3 separate regions of the Zea mays genome follow, and all the other regions are linked to region 3. A link is a contact called in public Hi-C data. All regions are on one chromosome and are shown on one strand. Each heading gives the region's core, a stretch centred on a gene start, on an enhancer-like site or on the middle of the called end of the contact. The rest is flanking DNA. Distances are from core to core; before and after follow the strand shown.

Evidence for each region. A called contact is a pair of places that touch in the nucleus more often than the background predicts.
Region 1: a Hi-C map of bundle sheath shows a contact between it and region 3, with 4 times the contacts expected there. The contact joins the promoter of LOC100284878 here to the promoter of LOC103640187 in region 3. A contact is called at or near these places in 14 of 25 Hi-C or Micro-C datasets (bundle sheath, ear, endosperm and 5 more) and 2 of 3 datasets of contacts at active chromatin or transcription factors (leaf and seedling).
Region 2: a contact with region 3 is called in a Hi-C map of ear, with 7 times the contacts expected there. The contact joins the enhancer-like site here to the promoter of LOC103640187 in region 3. A contact is called at or near these places in 9 of 25 Hi-C or Micro-C datasets (bundle sheath, ear, endosperm and 3 more).

The regions. Positions count from the first base shown.
Region 1 is chr9:114,426,168-114,430,952 of Zm-B73-REFERENCE-NAM-5.0, reverse strand. LOC100284878 (metallopeptidase) reads left to right here and starts at 1,346. Exons shown (of 12, transcript NR_182120.1): 1 at 1,346-1,514; 2 at 1,642-1,739; 3 at 2,477-2,580; 4 at 2,693-2,777; 5 at 2,871-2,987; 6 at 3,744-3,813; 7 at 3,939-4,044; 8 at 4,129-4,215.
Region 2 is chr9:114,754,727-114,759,048 of Zm-B73-REFERENCE-NAM-5.0, reverse strand. No RefSeq gene overlaps it. Among protein-coding and RNA genes, the nearest start is that of LOC118473463, 36 kb to the right of the region's middle. Within about 2 kb of position 2,843, at least 19 of the 20 cell types and tissues checked have an H3K27ac peak or open chromatin away from gene starts, as enhancers often do. A contact at or near this core is called in bundle sheath, ear, endosperm and 3 more, where this site is marked.
Region 3 is chr9:114,583,672-114,588,352 of Zm-B73-REFERENCE-NAM-5.0, reverse strand. LOC103640187 (cation-transporting ATPase HMA5) reads left to right here and starts at 2,520. Exons shown (of 9, transcript XM_020543877.2): 1 at 2,520-3,036. The coding sequence starts at 2,737.

The DNA.
Region 1 (4,785 bases), core at 97-2,596, 160 kb after region 3:
ATAGAACGAGAATATTTCACTAACTGTATTTATATTATTTAAAAATAAAGTATATATATATTTATTAAGCAATTATACATTTTATCATGATAATCTATAATTACAAATAAATAGTTGGCATTATAATCATCTTAATTAGCAAAACATATGCAAGTTAATACATCACAATCTATCTTAATTAATATTCATAAAACGATTAAGCAATAATATATATAACATATACTGGTAATGTTTAATTATTTTACTAATAACAAATATTAGAAAAAAATATAGACGAGCTCACAGAGGTATCCAACATCTAACACCTAAGATTATATTCCCCGTATACGAGCATATTTATATCCAGGAACCAAGCACCGCTTATTCGTGTCGTCGATCAAGAATCAAAGACAGAGAGACGTGCCGTCGTTAGTGCCAGTCCGATCAGGTGCCCATGGCATATAGCAAGAGCGCCTAATCGATGCAAAACAATGACGTGTCCACCCACACCACGGACCCGGGGCTCATGCGTCTTCCTTCGCACCGCACCCTCGCGAGCCGCGACACAGATGACAGGATGCCACCGAGATCGTGCGGGGTCACGGACCGTGAGCTCTTTGGCCGCTGGGAGGTGGAAGCAGTAGACGGCAGAGCGCAGCGCAGGTCAGCAGTGGGCAGTGGCGGAATCCAACTCCAACACGTCCGTCCATGACACCATGCCCGTCGCACGTCAGTGTCAGTTGCGCACCAGCCACGGCGGGCTAGTGTGGTGTGGCTCCTGCCTCGCGCCGCCCTATCGGCCCCGCGAGTCATCTCGGACCCACACGTCAGGGACAGTCCACTCGTTGCGTTGCGTGGGCTAGTTGGTGGCTCGCTGGATTCCAGATTCCTCGTCGGCCAGCAGAGCCGGGAGTTTGCTGGTGTTTTTTAACCACCAGATTCTCTGCGCCACTCATTTTCATCTGCCCCGATGAGCCTTTCGCACTTGTGGACTTGTCTGCTTCTTCCTTTTCCCCGTGAGTGCGCGTGCTGCATGCATGCACCTGACTGCCTGCCCGCCCCTTGGTGTCCGTAACCAAAGGGGGCCGAGGGGGCGACGTGACGTGACCAAGGGACTGGGTTGCATTTGCATTGGTTGCCAAATGGAACGCCAACATCATCAGCAGCACAGGTCGCCAAAATCAAACCACCTCTGCGGCTGTGAATGAACACACAAACCAAGTTACCAAACTTTACATAAAAAAATAGTTAGCACGATTATGTTGTACTGTAACCAGACCCAGTGCACCGCGATCGACTGATGCGACCAGAGGAGCCGAAGCTTTGGGCGCGACTATAAAAGCATAAGCCAGCTCGCGCCTCCTCCACAACCCCTGTGGGAGGAGCCAGAGCCAGAGCCAGCCAGCCAGACACACAACCTCGGTCGGCGCGGCGGCTCAACCCAATGGCTCCTTCCTCCCTCCGCCCGCCGCGCCACCACCCGTCTCCCCTCGTCGTCCTCGCCATCGCCGTCCTCCTCGTCTTGCGCACCGCCGGTGGGTGCTTCGCTCTGTCGCCCCTGCAATCCCTTCGTTACCTTCTGCGATTTTTATTATCTGGAGCCGCCTTTCTCACCGGTGGTTTTTTTTGTGTGTGTATGTGTGTGTGACAAAAACTGATTAGATGGGCTGCCGGAGGCGGGAGGAGGAGGAGGAGGCGGCGGTCTGTACCGGGAGATTCTCAGGGACGAGACCGTGCAGAGGCTCAAGGAGCTGGGCAAGGTCAGGCAGGCCCTCCAACCCGTCCACTCGTTCGTTCCTGCCTAGCTCCTGGAATATTCGCCCTCTCGCGATCCGCTTTTCCGGCTCGGGATGCGGAATCCTGCGAGGTTGTTTTGGGCCGTTCGTTTACTTGGCAAAACCGGATAAGATGCAGACGCAGTTGCAGTTCAGTCGAGTTCTGTTTAGCGGCGCTGCGTGTTCTCAGTCTCACACGCGCGACTTAGTAGTAGAGTATTGAAGATCTCCGCGCGCGGTCAAAACACTCGAGATATCAGCTCGGGGAGCTCTGCTCCAGATTGCACCTCCCTTGGCTTCTTTTCTACTCGAATTGGTATCTTCAGTAAATCCTAAGACTCTGCACCGAAGCTGCTGATGTTTTTTTTTTGCTTTTCCCCCCTCGGGATAAACTGAGTATTTCATCTTGTAACGAATTATGTCCCATCAATCGTCCATCTTTTTACTGGGTACTGATTCTGTATCATACCCGTGCCTTGATCTCTGGTACAGAAAAAAAAGGACAACCTTCGATCGCTTGACTTAATGTACAGCAGTCTAGACAGTCTAAACAGCCGGCTTTTATCCTTACTATATAGATAGAGGTTGCTAAATGTTCGTGTTGCTTTCCTGAATTCTCAGTTACCCGGTGCGATCGATTTCTGGTTCCTAGCTGTCCTTTGGTTAGGCTTTAACATTTCAGCTTGTGTATCTCTTTTGACACGTCGTCTGATTCGAATCAGATATCTGATGGGGATGGCTACCTTGAAAGGACGTTTCTGAGTCCGGCCTCTATCAGAGCCACTGGTGTCATCGTCAGCTGGATGAAAGACGCTGGGCTTACGACGTACGTGTCTTCGCTTGCTTGCAGTCGTTTTCTCACGTACGCTCCGATCTTTGGCTAACTTACCCCCCCCCCCCCCCCCCCCCCCCCCCCCCCGTCTCTGCTCAACGTGAAGGTGGGTCGATCAGATGGGGAATATTCATGGTCGATATGAGCCGGCAAATTCTACCAGAGATGCCTTGTTGATTGGATCTCATATGGTGAGTCTATCTTCCTCTATCCGGTTATTTCAGTGTTTTGATGGCGATCCAATATTGCGACAACTGATACGATTTTCCTTGTTCAAAAAACAGGACACTGTCGTTGATGCTGGGATGTACGATGGAGCCTTGGGTATTATTTCAGCAATCTCAGCACTGAAGGTTTTGAAAGTTACGGGGAAACTCCAGAGGTTAACGAGACCAGTGGAGGTTAGAGAATTCTCTACTGCTTCCAGTATACTAAAGATGTTACTATAGTATCATATGTTAAATGTGTTTCTTTGCTCCACCGCAACTTGTGAATGGCCTTATACTATTCTCGCTCTCTACAAGTGGCGTTATGAGCCACATACGTCTTGTAGACCCGCACTTGTCTGCATTGATCTTGTTTGTGTCCATCTACTCTTTTATTTGTTTGATTGGAATATTTCACATTGTTTTATTGCCAGTAGCAGGCATAGAGTTATTATATTTTACTCAGTTTTAATTATATATTGTACTTTTGATGCTGATTGGATAGCTAAGCTGCAAGGTACCTAGTAGGTTCTTTATTACTATCATAATATAATCAGGAAAGACTATAGAAACCTGGAGGAATCTAGTTTTATAATGCCCCTTTAATCAGTTCGACGTACCTCCTACAGATCTTGAAAAGATTCTGTGCACGGTTCATCTTTTGTTATTCTGGCAATCCTGATAATCAAAATGCACAAGTTGTCAGGTTGTGTCATGCATTTCAGTAAACAAATGTCTAGATATCATCTATAGATCAAGGTCGGCATGTTTTGGTGTGAACCAAATCATGGTTTATTCTTCACTGTATGGCTTCAACGCTCTAATCCAAAGTGGCTTGAAGATTATTTTTTTTATCAAATTATGAATCAGCATTAGTTAGATTGCATTATCGTCACCTGGAAAAATCATCATGGCGGAGCCTAGCACTCATTTTTCCTTTTTGAAGCTTAGGTCATTGCATTCAGCGATGAGGAGGGCATCAGATTCCAGACAACTTTTCTGGGAAGCGCTGCTGTAGCTGGTACACTACCTGAATCAATTTTACAAGTATCAGATAAGAGGTGTTGTCTTTTTCGCGTGAACCAACCGAACTATTTTACAGAACTGTCTCTGATGCAGTTCATTTGTTGTATTGAGTTTCATCAGTGGCACTACACTACAAGATGTTCTGAAAATGAATTCTTTTGAGGCTACCTCTACTGCTATTAGTCAAGCCAGGTACAACCCGGAGTCTGTGGGGAGTTATGTTGAGGTATGAAGCCTTCGTATGCCTTTTTTCATGTAGTTGCCTGGTAATACAGAATACATCACATATATATATTTTTAAAAACTGTAGGTACACATGGAGCAAGGCCCTGTCCTGGAAGCCCTTCATTATCCACTTGGTGTTGTAAAAGGAATTGCAGGACAGACACGATTGAAGGTGCATCGGAGTTCTCTGCTATTCTTGTGAAATCTATTCAAGAACTACATTTACAAAACTAAAATATGGTCTAGCTGCATGGCTTCCTACCGTAAGGTCATTCTTTCCTTATAAAACAATCAATATCAGAGCCTACTATATGTGTCTGAGAAAAAAGAAGTACCGGTTATATTAGATAACCATAAGGTGACAGTATAGCAGTCAACAGGTAAGCAATCAAATAATTCTAGATAGGAGTGTTCTCTTAGCAAAGGGTATGAGTGGTCAATATTAAGTTAACCAAGTATGTGCATGTAATGGATAAACAATCAATCAGAGAAACACCTGGGGTATTAGTCAACATCCATCTCATTCAATAATTGGCACACCTATGTCATGTGTCATCTTTGATGCAAGAACAAGTCTTAGTTAATTAATGTTCAGGAAGACAGGCATTGCTGTCACCAAGATTGTTCAGTTTAACATTGACATTTAAATACTCAAGCTGCCCACGACAACTGTCATTAATAATTCTGGGTTGCTTCCAAGTCCCTTTGTATACCAAGCTTTCGAGTGAGAAGGAAAGTAGTT
Region 2 (4,322 bases), core at 1,594-4,093, 170 kb before region 3:
CACCCAGCCGGTGGAGAGAATTTAGTTTGCTAGATGAATCGTTATACTTTTGCATGTAATAGAACTGAAATATCACTTCAAAATTTAGAAAACATGTATGCTATTATTTTTATATGTCCATCACAGAAAGCGTGTTCTAAACAAATATATGTTGGAATCCAAACGTATATTTTGAGCTACATATTATTCAAGTTGTCCTGCAATTCTTTTAGTAATCAAATTTCATATATTCTGAGCTACATATTATTTAAGTTGTCCTGCAATGTGCATCATAATCAGTTTATTATTTGTTTCATTAGCATATATTTGTATGCATGTATTTTTTTTTAAACTGCACATAGGGAATACCATCAGACAATATGTCGGCATATAGACTTTTAGCGACACACAAGCCGTCGACACAAGAATATGTCGGCAAAAGTCTGTCCGACGGTAAAGATATGTCTGTCGGCAAAAATATAACCATTGCCGACAGATAGTATGTCGGTACATCTATGGCTGCCGGTAAAGATTATTGCCGACAGGACTTTTGCCGACACACATTATCTGTCGCTAAAACTCTTTACCGACAGACTGTACGACGCTATTTTGGAGTTTTACCATCAGACAGTCTGTGGGCAATAATGTGTCATGGTGTAGTGCACGGCGGTAGCAGCAGCAACAGTGCGTGGCGGCTACATACATACACACTACGTAAATGCATGCACGGCGCGCCAAGCAGTTCCCAATTCCCATGGACTGGTGGACGCGGCACGTACTGTTCCGGAGCATGTCAAGTCTCCTCACGGCGGCAGCGGCCCCCCGATGGGCCGCCCGGCCCGATAGATCCATGCTAGAGAGAGAGAGAGAGAGGAAAAAAAGTGCGTGAAACGGCCAGGCGGCGGGTTAGGTATTTGCATGTCCAGCTCCAGCTGCATACTTCTCTCTCGTAGACGATGGAGGACCGTGCCAGCCAGCAGTGGTCGTAGCTAGTACGTACTGGTGCGATACTACTACTAGTGCCCTGTGTGTGAGTGAGATCGAACCAGAGACAAGGCGAGCAGCTACTACTACACGATTCGTCACGTCGGAGGCAGGGCACACAGGGGCGTGGGCAGCGGTAGCCTCATGCTGCGCCTGCGCATCGATAGGTATAGGCAGCAGCAGCACTAGGAGGAGAGATGAGTTGGTCTTCGCGTAGTGGCGTGGATCCGGTCCGGTCAGTCTTCTCAGACTCGTTGTTCCATTCCATGTGATCGCCCGCTCATGCTGTCGTTTCGTTTCATCGGAGGCGGTGATAAATAGATATAGGTAGGATGTTTAGTACACTGAAAAAGCCCGGGCCACGGCCACCAGATTTCACCGCTGCCGTCCGATCCCTGAAACTACAGAGAAAACCAGTACAGGTTGCTCATGGCCAGTTCGCCCCCCGGCAGTACAAATGCTCGGAGGTAAAATTCAGCGCTGGGTGGGATGGGCCGCGAGCGGAATCCACGCTTCTCGCACGGCGCGCATGCACTTTGCCGACGCGCACGTACGTGTAGTACGTCCGTGCGGCGGTGCAGGAGGAGAGAGGGGGGGGACCGTGCCGGGCCTGGCGCGCGTTGTTGACCGCGGGGACGTCGTGATCCGGATCGATCCGAGGTCGGCCGGGGTCGCGTCCCGGCGTCCGAGTCCGCGACGCAGGAGCATGGGTGGAGTGGAGGGTGCGGGCGGGTGGACTGGACCACGCGCGCACGAACGCTTCGCTTCGCACCGCACCAATCGCTCGCGCCAACGCTTCAGTCCCGGACGTGTTCGGGTCTCGAGCCGAGACCCCCCGACGCGATGCCGTACACCGATGGTCCCTGACGTGTTGCCGGCCAATCACTAGTCGCCCCGCCCGGCGCCCGCACTGGGCAGCGGTGACCACACACACAGAGAAGGAAAAAAAAGACCACACACATGATGCCGCCTACCGGTGATGACACCATGTTATTACTACTTACTAGTAGTACTAGTAGTCCGCACGCATGACGCATGCATGCCTATCTACACCGATCGGCACATGAGCGAGCGAGCGAGTGATTAGGCACCGCTGGGGCCTGGGGCACACGCACTGCTGAACAAAAAGGCAGAAACTGACGACGGGCCGGCCGTACGGTCTCTCTCTCTCTCTCTCGCCCGTTTCAGCGAGCAGAGTTTCGCACGGCGACTATTGGCTATGTCCTGCCGGCCGGGGGGGCTCGACTCTCCTCCAGTCTCCACCCATCCATCTTTTCCTCCGCCTCGGCCTGAGATATCGTTATGGCCCAGCAAGATCCGCGACCTGTTTGCCCGGCCGGCCGGGCCACGGTGCTGGAGCGACGAGCGAGAGAAGGGCCCAAGAATGAGCCTACCACGCACGCACGCACGCACGTACGTACTGTACGTACTTGGCCAGCTGCCGCCGGTAGCGGGTTCAGCTGTACAGTCGTCGCTCGTGGTTATTACGGCGCGTGGTGGTTATGATGATGCTGGCCCGGCCCGTTTACTGTCACACGTGTGGTATGGTACAGCAGCACGGCACGGGGCACACGAGGACCCTCAAGCATTACGCTCACGCATAGTACTCCTGCGGCTCCTTGCTGTAGTGGTAACTGTCACATGCTGCGCCTATTCTTGCACCCACACCACACACAGCTTTTCGAGCTCGAGCGTTTTCATGAACCCGAAAACACAGGTCTACTACAATAGTACAACGGCAACGCAGCGAGCAGCAACTTCTTTTTTTTTTTCCCGCTCGCGCCGTCCGTCCGCGTCTCCAATGATTGACGGGTGCCATGGCAGCCGGGAGCCGCGCACTCGCGACGCCTGGTCCTGACCTGAAACCTGCGGAATCTACCCATCCATCACAAACACCACCACCCGCCCCTGCTGCACTGACCGTCCTGCGCCCCTCTGCCGCGGATGGTCTCGTCCCGACCCCGCTTTTCCCTACACAGCCTCCTGTCAGCTTTGCCACACATGCGACCTAATTAACCAAACCCACCACAGCAGTAGCAGCACAGCATATGCACGCTCGTTTCTCCCTGCAACCGCACACAATCATCGAAGCTAATACTGCACGTCTGCACCCCACACCTTTTTTTGTGTGTGTGTTGTTGATTTCATTTCATTGTCATACTCTGACTCGTATGAGTTAGCAGACTGCTACAGCTGGATAGAAGGTGGTACGTATCAGCTAACACTTGCTTGTTTAGAACTGCTACATTATATGCAGAAGTTGATATATCTCTACAACTTATTAAAGCGATAAGGGTAGACTGCCGTTCTGCCTTCGTTCAATCTGGATCGTCCATCGCTGTTGTTCAATCTGGATCGTCCATCGCCACACTAACCTGCTAGCCGCGGCCTCCTCACCCCGCCCCATCCGTGCGCAAAAAATCGACACAAGCTGACAATACCAAGAGCTGATTACACAAGCTGACTGCTTCCTCTGTAGCAGCAAGGTTTATAAGTTGCTACCGCAACCTTTGGCTGGCCGATATGGTACATTATATTTGCGCTGCGGTACGAGGCCCATCTATCAATTAAATTCCATAAGGCCCATCTAGGAAAAACCCTAGAGACTTCATCCCCGCAGGTAGTCACGCGGCGGCTCTCCTCCCCGCAGGCAGTCGCGTGGCGGCCTCATCCCCGCCGGCGAGCCTCCACTCCCCTCCGCTGGTACGCCTCTATCGCCGGTGGCCTCCCCCTCGGCAGACAGCCTCACCTCGTGTCTTCTCACCAGTCGCGCGGCCACCATCCCGCTGCTCTACGCACCGCGCAACAGTAACTGCTCTCCCCACGACCTATTCCATCCCGAGTTAGCGGACTCCCCCCTACCCTACTCAGGCCCACAACCTCCACTCCCGCACGCTTCCTCCTCTGCAGGACCTCCACTTCGCCTGGGTCAGCATGTATCCGATGATGATAAATGGTGAGCATGCGCGTACTCTGTGTTGCTCGAGAACGCTTCGCCGCCAGAGCTGGAAGAGGTCCACGGAGAGCCTGGACAACCCCATAGCCTCTCGACGCATTGCCAGGTCCGGTAAGTCCTCCGATGTCCCTTTCTATCACCTGCGTTCATGTATCATCTATTTTGTTGAATTAGTAGTGCAACAGACCACTGGAGTGTTTAATTTAATTGTCAAATGTTGTGTGTAGGTAAAGTTCTCCCATACCTGAGGATCACTTGATTTTTTTTTGTGCAAGCCATAAAGACCGGTGAATGTACCATCAAACTCAAAGAACTAAGTAGGTAAACAAACTTTGAGTGAAGCATGAGTCGAATTGGTGCATGCTCTGTTAGTTTTACATGAATTTTTGTTACTTATGGATCA
Region 3 (4,681 bases), core at 1,271-3,770:
TGTGTAAGATCTGCATCCATGTCAGCGCCCACTTGAACGCCTCCCTGTGGGCGCCCACTCATTGCGTCCATATCGATCTCGCCATCCGCTTTCGAGGGGGCCGGCGGTGCGCGGTGCGCGCTGAGGCGATCTCCGGCGAGGCGAGGCGAGGGAAGGGCGAGCAGCTAGCGAGTGCGAGACGAGACGACAGGCCTGAGGTGCGGCGCGACGCGACGCGGACTGGCATCTTGTCGGCCGCGACGGGACTGATCGCATTTGCGGCGAAAGGTGCGTGCCTCTTCGTCGCGCGCGCGACGGAGATCTCGTCTAGCTCGTCCACCGAACGAGTCGGCGAGGATCGTGCGAGGGCAGGAAATAATTGAATCGGCTTTTGGGCTTTACGTAGATCAATCAATATTCAATAGTAGTGATATTGGTAGTACTACGTACGATCGGTAGCAAAGCTTGTGCCGGACGGACGCGACGGCCGACAAGTCAGCGTCGAACGTTTGCGGAGCCGGTTGCCGTGTCCCGTCCAGCCAGCCCACGCACACGCACGCTTGGCTTGCAAACCACCCCAGCCTTGGTCGGGGTCGGGCCCGCCCACAGCACGCTCCAGGCAGTGCCCCCTACCAAACCAATCCATCCACCCTCACCGGTCACCTCACCGATGACGCAGAGCAGTTCGACGAGTTCCTTCCTTCCAAGTTTCATGTCCGGGGACGGCAACTCACCGGAGCATCAGGCAGGCCGCGCATCTCCCTTCCCGGCCAGTTCCCACCCAGTCCAGTGCACTCCTGCCGTGCCGCGCGCGGCTCCTATGTGCCATCGTTGTCCGGAGTTGCGCGCTCGATCGATCGGGCAGCTACCCGTTTCCGTCTCGGGCTACTAGCCTACTACGAATGCGTCGCGCGTTGACCAGACAGACACGTACGTAGGATGCGCATGCGTACGTGGACCGTTGAACACGTGCCTTTTCAGTTCGTGCTTGTCATCCGGGTGGCATTCTCATCAGGGCACGGCCGCACGGGTCTCCCGTCCCGTTACTCCGTTAGCATTAGCACAGACGCCAGCGCCCAGCGGTCCAACATATAGAACACACTACCCACATATACTAACATAATATGGCCACTATAAGACGGGGTATTTTATATTCTTCAGATTTCGCGTTATTTGTAAGGAACTGTGCTGCGATTTTGCATCTCTCTCTCTCTTTTATAATAGATCGAGTGTATGGACTTTGAAGTCAGGGTCTCACTTTTCGCATGAATCTGGTCGAAGCAAGGCTAAATAAAAAAACGTATATGTATAGCTGTTTCGCTGACGACCTACCGGTGGAAAGCTGGTTTAGCTCAACTTCTCCCTCCGCTCCACATGGATAGCCACGCTTCAAAATTCTAAACAACACACAAAACAGACAACATGTTTCTTCTTAACCACCGCGCTCGCTTTCCCACGTAAATTGTCCAACACCGTTTATTTCTTTTAAAAAATAAGAAATGAAAAAAAAATCAACAAGAAACTATTTTCCCAAAAGAATCCTATTTAATTTGGTGACAATGAGATCACGGGAGGATTGAAGGAGATTGAGGGGGAAATAAACTAATTCCCCCTTCAATCCCTCTAATTCCCCTATGATTCTTGGTCACCAAATCAGTCCTAAGGGCTACTTTGTAAACTTCAAATCCCCTTCGGGATTGGAGAAGATTGATGTGAAAATGAACTAATTTTCTTTCCAATCCCTTCAATTTTAAAAGAGATTTGAGTTTCTAAACTAGCCTTAAGAGAAAATAAACTAATTTCCCTTAGAAAATGAAAAACCTTGGAAAAAAGGGCTCACAAACTAACCTTAAAATAGAAATGATCTTGTCAGGTATCATTATCCACGTGAGCTAGACCGAAGCTCTGCTTTTGCTTCAAACACACAACTATTACCATCCACGTGAGCTAGATCAAGACTGTGTTTTTGCCTAAAACAGACAAAATTACCATTATCCACTTGGGCTCATGAGCTATACCAAAACCGTGATCTTATGCATAAGTGGAGGTTTAAACCTTTTAGTTGGCTCCATATCCACATCTACCTAACTAATAAAACATACATATTTTATAAAAAAACAAAAAATATATGTAAATAAGGTTTATCGTAGCAATGCACATACGTCTAACTAATATACAATTATGCAGCTGCACCTAGAATTCTAGGTTGACATGGAAGAGTGCTTTGCAATGCTGACGTCTGAATTCCACAAACCCGTCAGACATGAAACCAAGTCAGACGAAAGAGATAAGCCGTCTTAGATACCTGAAAAGTAAAAAAGGAAGAGATCAAATGGGAAAGTTGCCTCTCCCACATAAATCTACGAAGATACCAATGTATAAAATGTATAAAAGTAAAGAGTAATGAGGGTTTATTTAGATTTACACTTTTAAACGTTAGCTTTAAAAGTTGGAGAAAAATCCAAATCAATATTTTTTAAAAGAAGAAAAAGGAAGCTTACTCTTAAACTATAAAGCTCTGCTATAGAAATTTAAGATTTAGAACTGATTTTATATTACTAAGAGTATGGAGGGAATCCAAAAGCGCATACACATATCTACAAAGACCCGCGTGCTCTGCAAACCACCGCAATTTGGCCCACGACCGCCGCCTGTTTTCCCGGTTACATATATAAACTAGCCCCTCCTCGGCTCCTCGCAATTCGCCTCCCACCAAATATTCCTACCCCGCTGCTCCACCCCCTGCGTCTGACGGGCATGGCCCACCTGCAGCTCTCAGCGGTCGCCGGCGCCCGGCCGGCCGCCGCGGGCGGGCGCGGCGACGAGATGGAGGACGTCGCGCTGCTCGACTCGTACGACGAGGAGATGGGGCTGCCGCTGCCGGGTGCATCGGGCGCCGAGGCTGCGGAGGCGCACGTGCGCGTCACCGGCATGACGTGCTCCGCCTGCACCAGCGCCGTCGAGGCCGCCGTCTCCGCGCGCCGCGGAGTGAGGCGCGTCGCCGTGTCGTTGCTCCAGAACCGCGCCCACGTCATGTTCGATCCCGCGCTGGCCAAGGTGCTTACCGGTGCTCCTCTCCTCGCTTTGGTGTGGCGTATTTCGACGGGCGATGCGATCCTTGCGTACTCGCAACCGTTGAGTGGACGCGAGGCTCGTGCGGTTCCGTGGGAAGTTGGGAGCTCTCCCGTACGCTTGCGTGGTGGTATTTTTGTTTTGAATTGTCTGCGTTTTTTCCGGGTAACTTGTTCGTGTTTGACGATGGTTGGACTGCGTCTGCGTTTTTGCGTGTCAGAATACGAAACTGAATCGCGTGTGTGTCGAGCACTTGCTTCGTGCTATTGAGTGAATTGCATATGGGCGTTTTTTTTTTGCTTGAATTGAGAGTGCCTTGCCTTGTACAAAACTCGCTTGGGTGGTATTGTTTCATCGACCTCTGATTTGGTTGGTGGAGTAAATGCTGTATAAACTCTGAGAAATCAGGAGTTATAAGATTGGCTATTACGATGCTAAAAGTTTTTGCTCCTTTTGGCTTTCGTGATTTGGTGAGCTGTACCTTCGTTGGAAGCTCGTGATTGTCGATCGCCTGTGCATCGTGGGCATCGAAAGCTCAAAGCTGGCACGCGCTGAAGCAGTCATGGTACCAGGGGAAATGGGGCTCTTGGTGTACTACAATCACTTTGGATTGGTAGTTGAGCTAACGAGCTGCTGATTATGTCTTTCATGGGGAAAGAAATGCTGAACTCAACTTTCAGTTCAGGAAAGTTACACAAAAGAGAAGGGGCGAGATTTTACTTTGCTACGATAACAGCGAAGCTGAGTGTGTTTCGTGCACCATTCTGTTGTGGCACGCTAAATATGGTATTGTGGACGAATAGCTACTAAGGCCATTTGGTTAGAGGGACTTATCTTTAGTTCCTGTTTTTTAATCCCTATTTTGCCAGATCGGAAGGACTAATTGACTTTAGTTTCTAGTCCCTCACATGGGTTTGCTAAAAAGGACTAAAAGACAACATTTATTCTAATTGCCCTTGCCTAGAAAACCGGCGTGAAATAAGAAAAAAAGTATTTGAGTCTTTATGTGTTGCATTTAATATATTTAGAATTTATTTAGTCCTTACAACCAAACAGGGTAAGGACTAAAGTTTAGTTCCAACTTTAGTTTTAGTACTAATGGAACCAAACAGGGCCTAAGGATGTGTTTGTTTGGGATTATAATTTGCCTAGATTATATAATCTCATTTATTTTGAACTTTAATGAGATTACATAATCTAGGCAAATTATAATCCCAAACAAACACCTCCTAAGCTATGGACCTAAGCAATCTTGTACATTCTTGTAGGACCACTCCTGGCATAGTTACTAACTTCTCAAAAACACACCATTACTTGGGAACTAAAAGCTAATATATTATATTAGCATGCAATCTTCTATGATGTCCAATACTCCAGTTATGTACGGTAGCTTACACATTGTTATGTACTTTGTTTCACTATGTGTCAACAGGAGATCTACATTTTCAGTCTTTGTTAACAGAGAAGCCATTTTAGCCATGAAGTTCATTATTCCTGTGGAAAATAATAGATGTACATAATCTATTAAACTATGCCACTATGCTAGTTTTATTTTAATAATGATGTCCAATATGTTTACTTGGCTCACATATTTTCACTTTTGAGTCCTACTGCATCGCGTTTGAGCTAA